Linked DNA regions of Sus scrofa: regions 2 and 3 are each linked to region 1. Evidence: chromatin contacts called from public Hi-C data. All regions are on one chromosome and are shown on one strand. The core of a region is the stretch at or near the end of the contact, and the rest is flanking DNA. Distances in the headings are between cores, read along the strand shown. Region 1 holds the start of MAGI3 (membrane-associated guanylate kinase, WW and PDZ domain-containing protein 3). Region 2 overlaps LOC110260343 (a long non-coding RNA gene). Region 3 overlaps LOC110260343 (a long non-coding RNA gene).

The links. Hi-C and Micro-C count contacts between places; a contact is called where the count stands out from the background.
Region 2: a Hi-C map of liver shows a contact between it and region 1, with 1.7 times the contacts expected there. The contact joins the enhancer-like site here to the promoter of MAGI3 in region 1. A contact is called at or near these places in 1 of 5 promoter capture datasets (liver), 5 of 47 Hi-C or Micro-C datasets (epiblast stem cells, liver and skeletal muscle) and 1 of 2 datasets of contacts at active chromatin or transcription factors (skeletal muscle).
Region 3: a Hi-C map of liver shows a contact between it and region 1, with 4 times the contacts expected there. The contact joins the enhancer-like site here to the promoter of MAGI3 in region 1. A contact is called at or near these places in 1 of 5 promoter capture datasets (liver), 10 of 47 Hi-C or Micro-C datasets (alveolar macrophages, embryonic fibroblasts, heart right ventricle and 2 more) and 2 of 2 datasets of contacts at active chromatin or transcription factors (alveolar macrophages and skeletal muscle).

Annotation. Positions count from the first base shown.
Region 1 is chr4:107,118,737-107,121,436 of Sscrofa11.1, forward strand. MAGI3 (membrane-associated guanylate kinase, WW and PDZ domain-containing protein 3) reads right to left here and starts at 1,307. Exons shown (of 21, transcript XM_001925127.7): 1 at 437-1,307. The coding sequence starts at 752.
Region 2 is chr4:107,248,910-107,251,663 of Sscrofa11.1, forward strand. It overlaps LOC110260343 (a long non-coding RNA gene), which reads right to left. Exons shown (of 4, transcript XR_002343502.1): 3 at 503-683. Among named protein-coding and RNA genes, the nearest start is that of TRNAE-UUC, 73 kb to the left of the region's middle. Within about 2 kb of position 1,337, at least 14 of the 83 cell types and tissues checked have an H3K27ac peak or open chromatin away from gene starts, as enhancers often do. A contact at or near this core is called in liver, where this site is marked.
Region 3 is chr4:107,329,255-107,331,954 of Sscrofa11.1, forward strand. The region is part of intron 1 of LOC110260343 (a long non-coding RNA gene); the gene reads right to left. Among named protein-coding and RNA genes, the nearest start is that of TRNAE-UUC, 150 kb to the left of the region's middle. Within about 2 kb of position 1,252, at least 26 of the 83 cell types and tissues checked have an H3K27ac peak or open chromatin away from gene starts, as enhancers often do. A contact at or near this core is called in embryonic fibroblasts, liver and skeletal muscle, where this site is marked.

The sequences.
Region 1 (2,700 bases), core at 57-2,556:
GCAGCTAAGCCCTTTCAGGTACACTAGGTGGTAACCTTGGCACCCAGTGCCTCAATAGTAAAGATCTTTTTCCCTATCTGAAAATGCGGACGATTGTTCCAAAGAAAATATTACAATCGTGAGGACCTTTTCCACAAAGGAGAGCAGAAAAAGGCTGGGTTTTCCTCCAAGCAAAAACTGCGGTGGGAGACGGAGCTACAAATTAAGGAAACCCAGCTCCTGGTGGCCATCCCATGACAGCCCGGGCGAGCCATAGCTCAGTTTTCCTACCAGCAAAATGGGAATCACCCACCGCCACCCCTCCCCTTCGACAGGGAGTTCTGCACACCCAGGTCTAAGACTACCCTGGACGACTAGCGGGTGTGGGGCGGCTACTCCCCAGACACCCACACCGGGCTCCCCCCACCCCCGAGACATAAAGGCAGGGCCAGCGTACCTGGCTTCACAGTCTTGAGACGGATGGGCTCTCGGAAGTGGCGGATGACAGCCAGGGTATCCCGGTTGGTAAGCCCGCTGACAGGCGTCCCGTTCACCTCCAGCAGCACATCCCCCGGGCTGGGCGCCTTGCCCGAGACAACGCAGCAGGTGCCCCCACCGGGCTCCTCGCGGAGCCGCCCCAGGTAGGGGAACTCGCCGCGCTCCGCGCCTCCCCGGATCTCGGAGCCCAAGTCGCCCGGGGGCCCGGCCCAGGACACCGCGCACTCCTGCACCTTGCTGAGCCAGTGCTTCTTCTTCTTCAGTGTCTTCGACATCCCGAACCCCGCTGCACCATGGGGAGGACCCCGCGCAGGCGGCAGGGGTGCCGCTCCCGCCCCCTCTCAGCCTGGAGACCCCGGGCGGCCCGCGCAACCCGGCGAGGGGGGCCTCACCGCTCCGGCACCCCCCCCACCGACCACAGCCCACTGGGGGCCGGGCCGCTCCAAGCTCCGAGACGCCCCTCGGACGCCCTCCCGGTGACGCTCCCTGGGGCTGGCCGGAATCCGCGAGGACCACCCTGGGTTAGGCTGAAGAAAGGAGAAGGGGATTGTCCCCGGGCGGCTCCAGAGGGGTTTCGGGCGGGGTCACAGCCGACGGCTGGCCCCCGGGCTCCGCGCCGGAGCGGCGGGAAAGGCTGAAGCAGGGGGCGGGGAGGTGAAGAGGGAAGAGCCGGAAAGGAAAAAATCCGTCGGGGGCGCGCAGAAGCGCGCGTAGACCCGTCGCAGGATCGATCGTGGCCGCTGCGGAGCTGGAGCGCGGAGACCAACGCCTGCCCGAGCTGCCAGGAAACTGCCGCTTTCAAACCCGCCGCAACCTCCTCCTCCCTCTTCCCTTCCCCCCGCCCTCGCCCATCCCTCATCCAGAGCCCCGCCCCCTCCCGCCGCGCGGCGCCCGGCGCGCTGCCGTCACTGACCAGGCGCTTGGGAACGAGCCCCAGCACTCGACTCCCTTACCGGGGATTGGTCCCCGGTGGGCAGGGGGCGGACCACTGACGAGAGAGAACTACCGATTGGCTGGTGGGAGTGGAGGAGGCGGGCACTAGGATGACTGAAGTTTAAAGAGGGTGGAAAAAAGAAGTTTGAAGAGTGAGAGAGGGCAAAGGGAGGGGCAGGGGAGTGGGACCAGCTGCTGTCCGCAGGATCGAAAGAGGCCCGACGTGCAGCCGTGCAGCCGCTGGAACTGGGCGAACCCTTGGATAGGAAGAACCTAACTCCCCGAGGTGTGGGCGTGGCAGCAGAGCCGGGCGGAGTCGGGGGCGGAGTCTGGGATTCAGCCCGGGGCGCAGAGGCTAGCGGGTGTACTTCGCTGGGGAGACGACGTGCTGAGTCTGAGGCCAGGGGTGGTAGGGCCTCGGGGTGACCGGTTACAGCCACCCTCTTAGAATGAGTCGATGTTTCTCGTTCGTTCATCCATGCAGCATAAGTTACTACACACCCGTAGAGGCAAGGACTCTGGAGTCCCGGTTGATGGAAGGTAGAATCCTACATATTGCTGTGTGACCTCGGGCAAATTAAACCTCTCTGAGCTATAGCACCCTCCATGTTGTTGTGCATGTAAAATATCAGTATAGCGCCTGGCAAAGGGTGGGTACGCCTTACCACTTGCTAGCTGAGGAAGAAGTGGACTTTATGTCAGAAATTGTGCTATCTTCTGAGATTCAAGGATAAGGAAGACAGATCCTGCCCTCAAGGAGGTCATAGCCTAATAGGAGAGACTGACGAGTAAGCAGACTGCTTGAGGTGAGGTAGGGTGGGGTGGAGGCAGAAGATGGGTTAGGAACCAGCCTAGTAGCTAGCAGAGCTGGGTTGGAGTCCTGGCATGCTTCTTACTTGCTGTTTGACCTTGGCCAAATGACAGTTTCAAGTTTACTCGCCTGAAAAGAAGGTGGAGGGACAACAGTGAATAAAGGACATCTTAGATCCCTTCCAGCACTAATTTTTCAGGAATTCTTCTTGAGCTTTCTCTCCTCCCCAGCTTGACTCACAACTCTCCCCTGTCTTTGTATTTGTAAAAATCCTATCCATCCTCAGCCCAAATGCCATCTCTTCCAAGTAGCCTTCTCTGACATCTTGTCCTCAGGTGGAAAGTGTTTTCTCTGAGCTATGATACTTTCACTTTTGCAGTATGACATTTATGTAGTCTCATCTCTCTTTAATGGTTGGGGAAAGCCCTTATTTAAACTGTGAATAGCTCCACAGAATCTCACCACATCTCAGATAGACT
Region 2 (2,754 bases), core at 87-2,586, 130 kb after region 1:
AAACTCATTAATTGCAGGATCAGTTGGATTCCAAAGACTTCCTAAGTGGGTGCCAATTCTGCACTTCTCTTTCCTCCAGCTGCTGGGCTGTGCATGGGTGCAGCTTCTTCCATCTGGTTAGTAGCAGAGTCTGGTTGTCGCCCTTTCTCTCCTCCCCAGATGCCAAAAAAAACATGTTTTCTTTTTTTGCATTTTAGGACCACATCAGCGGCACATGGAGGTTCCCAGGCTAGGGGTCCAATTGGATCTATAGCTGCTGGCTTATGCCACAGCCACGGCAACATCATATCCGAGACATGTCTGCAACCTACACCACAGCTCATGGCAACGCCAGATCCTTAACCCACTGAGCGAGGCCAGGGATTGAACCTGCAACCTCAGGTTTCCTAGTTGGATTCGTTTCCACTGGGCCACACTGGGAACTCCAAAAAAGCATGTTTTCTGAGGCTTGTGACCCTTCCAACCTCTCGGTTTGCTTAGATGCATATTTTAGCTCACTTACCAACAGCAATAAAGGAGGAAGTTGCCAGAGCCTGCACTTCTGTGGAGCGGTCCCCCAAGATCTCTCAGAAAGTAGATCTGTTTCGGTAAACCAGAAGCCAGAATCCTCCTGAGGCACCTGAGCTACTGAGTAATTGGGCTGCAGCTGCTTTTCCTCCTCCCGCACTCATTCCTGGTTCGGCCTGCGGATAACAGGGATTTACCAGTTAATTGGCTGTTTCCATGATTGTCATTCACTTAGACCCTCTACCCTTGTCTTTGTTACTACAAAACGCTTCTTTTAAAATTGCTTGCTTTCCTATGGATCCCGAAGAAAATTGAGCCACCCTGAAGTCTTTCAGATTTGTTCGAGAGAGGCAGATCTCTCGGGGTGGGGGGAGGGGGTGTTGCTGTGAACAGGGAGTGGAGCGGAGCTGGGACTGGCGTCCCGGGTTATTTATTATATAAAGGAGCTGGACCAGTTTCAGGTCTCAGAACCAGTTGGGCAGGTTGAGTTGCTTTTTATTTCTCACCACTCAGTTGAACAGAGGAAACTTTCATCAGGTGAATAGTTTACCCGAATCATTGGGAAAGGTTAGCAGGTGGGGCTTAGTGTCCAGGGCCCTTCATCCTTTAGGCTAGGGGCTGGACCCCCCACAACTGAGACAAGGCAGCAGAACTGAGTGAGAGGTTTATCAGTTCAACTTTGGACTTGGGCCGCCACTGGTTTTTCAGCTGGCTTCTGACAGAAAAAAATAATGGGAAACCTTTGCCAAAATCAATCCACGGTGTGTGTTTATGTCTCCGCCTGCCGCAGGTTATGTCACGGTGTTGGATTTTGGTGGTCACCCTATCTCCTCTCTGCTTAGTGCCAAGCAGCTGCCCAACTTTCTGCCAAACCGGCCCAGGACCTCCCTGCCTTATCTCTTCGGTGGAAAGTTCCACAGTAATTCTGAGTGTGCCTTTTTGGAGTGCTTGGTGGTTTTGGGGTTTTTTTATGGGAGTTTTGCCATTCAGGAATTCTAATTGGTTCCTAGGAGATGAGATGATTCTTTTGGCTTTCACAGCCTCTAGATTTCTGCAAGCCATTCTCCGTTTACCAAATGAACACACCAGCTCAGGAGCCAAGGAGAAATCTGTTCCAGGCCCTCTCTACGTAAAGAAGAAAAGACCACTATAGGCTGTAAATGGAAAAGAAAGTCTGGGGGTTGAATTGCAATAAGAGCTTTTTTTAACTCAGGGTTCATCCCAGGGATAGGTGTGAGGTCAAGGGGATTAGAGCAAATAATACCTTGTAAATCTGTAGTATGTGCCTTGCAACTCAGTTGCCTTTTTTCCTCCTTCTACTACCCAGAGTGGGAAAAAGGAGTATTTAAAAACCCCAATGACAAAGTTCCCATTGTGGTTTAGTGGGTTAAGAACCTGACTAGTATCCAAGAGGATGTGGGTTTGATCCCTGGCCTCACTCAGGGGGTTAAGGATCCAGTGTGGCTGTGGCTGTGGCGGAGGCTGGCAGCTGCTGCTCTGATTCGACCCCTAGCCTGGTAAACCTCCATAGATCACAGTGTGGAAAATAAATAGATAAATAAATAACCCAATGCCCAGTCAGCTCCCCAGACCAATTAAATCTCTGTCTCTGGGGAAGGTTTTGTTTTTGTTTTGTTTTTGCTTTAACTCCTCAGGTGATTCCAACTGGTTATGGTCAAGAACCACCACTCCAGTGGAAAAATGGGCTGGGAATAAAATGATCAACTATCAAACCCTGCCTTTGCCATTAATGAGTTTGTTGGCCTATAAAATTATAGGTGACTCTGTTCTAAGATCATCTGAGCTCTAAAATTCTATGATTCTCTTTCCACCGGTCTCTCTCCTGGAAACAAGGAGCATACCAGGGCCAGCTGTTTTTCCACAACACCTGGAATGTTTCTAAAGCTGTCTACAATGTAAAAGGACCTCTCTAATTGGGTCAGTGTGTTGGTGATTCCAGATTGCCTTACCAGGCTTAAGTAAACAAGCAGTGTGGTTTACAAAGGAAAAATACAAGCTACATGGTGTTTCTGATACTTTGGGGCCTATGGGCCAGCTTAAAGTGAGTAGTGGAATTTTTCTTACTGCACTTTTAAGTCCTCTAGCTGTGCTACTTTGCAATTCCTCTGATATTCAGTTAATTCGAAATACACCCTTCTCAAGAATGCCTTCAAATAAAAATGGACCCTCCTCCCCCACCAGTGGAAATTTAAATACTTAAAAAACTAAGGAGAGCCTTATCCAAAA
Region 3 (2,700 bases), core at 2-2,501, 210 kb after region 1:
CCTTTGAGAAAACAGCTGTTTGTTTGTTCATTTATTACCGTGGTTTTGCCCCTGTCTCATTTGATTACCGGAGCCTGCCGGGAAGAATAAGAATCCTTTCCACTTGGACTAGGCTACCCAGGGATCCCCCATCCTTGACTGCCCTCTGCAACAGCTCTGGAACGAGGCACAACTGCGGGGCAGAGATGAAATGGTTTGGCTAAGAGGCACAAGGCAGGAATGGGGCTAGAACCCAGGTCTTCACCGATTTCCTTGGCTTTTGTTGCCTCTAGTAGTTTTTATTTGTTTGTTTGTTTGTTTTGTCTTTTTAGGGCCACACCTGCGGCATATGGAGGTTCCCAGGCTAGGGGTCAAATCGGAGCTGCAGCTGCCCGCCTATGCCGCAGCTACAGCAACACCAGATCCGAGCCATGTCTGCAGCCTACACTGCAGCTCACGGCAATACCAGATTCTTAACCCACTGAGCGAGGCCAAGGATCAAACCCACATCCTCCTGGATACTAGCCAGGTTCATTACCACTGACTGACAACAGGAACTCCCTCTAGTAGTTTTTATGTGTCATCACTACTGCATCAGTTTAGGATGCATTTGGCTGTAAGCAACAGAAAACCCAGGCCACACTTGCTCATGTAACTGGACATGCAGAGGCTGGATGCCTTCCTCTGAATCAGCCAAGGACAGTGGCCCTGGGCTCTCTCTGCTCCTCTCCTGTTCCTTCCCTCCTCTGTGTATTGGCTTCATGTTCAGGCTGGTTTCCCACGTGCCCAAATGATTTATTGTGCTCCAAGCTCCACACCAGCACATCGCAGTGTCCACAGGAAATGAGAGCCTCTTCTTGTGTCCGTTTTCTAAACGAGGAAGATTCTTCCTAAGAAGTCCCAGCAAACAGTGCTGTTGCACCTCATGTTCTCAAACTGGAGCAAACATCTCTCATACTTGTCATCACACTGGCTCTTTCGAACACTCATCCTTTGTTAGGACACGTTGAAAATTCTAAGTCCCACCTCCCCAAGGTAGAAGCCAGAGTCTGCTCTCCTGATGCAGACACGGGACTTTTACTCCAGTTGGTGATGCAAGAAGCGCAGAGCATCAGCCGCCGCCCTCTCCCCTCTTCCGTCCCGCTCCTACAGCACAGGCATCAGTGGTCACAGTAAATTTCTGTTCCTGGCACAGAAGCAGCTGGGGTAGAGCCTGCAGCGCCCGGTTCCAGAGCTTGGTGCTGTCAGCCTTTCTCTCGCAGCTTTGAACGGGGGAGTGGTGTGGGCCAGCTTGGCCTGGAGCCTGGCTCTCCAGCTCTCCCTAGGATCTTCTGAGCCACCCATTGTCCTTTCAGTAAACTTTTAAAGTGCTGAATCACCCAGAGTCAGCTTCTGTTACTGCAGCTAAGAGCCTGACTGATCCACCCGCCTGTGCCTGAGCACATGGCCAGGGCTGGACCCGTGCCCTTTTCTACTGGCACACACCTGGTTCGTGAGCCAGTAATATGGGCCAGAGGGTTGGGATTGCCCTACATCAATCAAGACTCCTCCACCAATCAGCTCCAAAGTTCAGGGGGAACTCAGAGTCCCGGGAAGCATGGGGCGGGGGGGTGGTATGTGTGTGAAACCGTCGTGAAAATTGGGACTGTGTGAGAGGGGAAGCGTGGATGCTTCTTGGGCGGCTGACAATCTACCAAGCCCTGCTGTGAGGCTCTGCAGCTAAATGTGTTCTCTGCCGACGCTACACAAGGTAGGTGCTATCCTCACTTAATGGACATGGAAAGAGACACGGAGATATTAAGTACAGGATAATAAAATTAATCAGCTCAAATTCAAATTAGGTCTTTGGACTCCAAAGTCATTTGTTTATTTATTTAGTGTTTTTTGTTTTTGTTTTTGCTTTTGGCCATGCCCGCAACATGGAGATGTTCCCAGGTCAGGGATTGAATCCTGTGCCACAACAGTGAGCATTTTGGATCCTTAACCTGCTGGGCTGTCAGGGAATTCCCAAAGTCATTTATACATTCATTTTTCTCCCTCTCAGGTCTGTGGATCTGCTGTGGCTCTCCCAAGACCCCTGGGTTTGGCTCCAGCTGCAGGTGGTGTTCAGACTGGCTCATAAACCTCCTCATTTTTCTTAGACCAGCGGCTACCCAGAGGCTACCCAGGCTCTCAAGGCAGATGGAGAAAGGCATGAGGCCAAGTGAATTGCGCAAGCATAACCCAGCTTTGCTGGCCTCATGTCCACTAACAATTCATTGGCCAAATCAAATCACATGGCCATGCCCAGCATCAAGGGGACAAGGAAATATCCCTCACCTGTTCTGGTAACAGGTATTGCCAAGTCAAATGGCAAAGGTTATGCATGTAGAGTAACTAGAACAGGGAAAGGGCAAAGAATGGAGAATAATAATTCAGTCTGTATGATGTGGCATTGTTTTTTCTCAACTACTTTTTGCCCATAATCTTTCAAGATTTCAGTAGGTGTTTATTGAGCATCTACTCTGTGTCAGGCACTGTTCTACGCAGTGTAGCTACTATGAGGAAAAAGGCAGATTTAGTCCCTTGTTCTCATGGAGATTACAGCCTAGTGAATTCGCCCAGTGTGTGTATATATATCCCTCTCAGGGTCTTCAAAATCTGGCCAAAAGAAGCCAGAAAGGGAGGACAGAAGAATGGAGGAAAAGGAGTTCCCATCGTGGCGCAGTGGTTAACGAATCC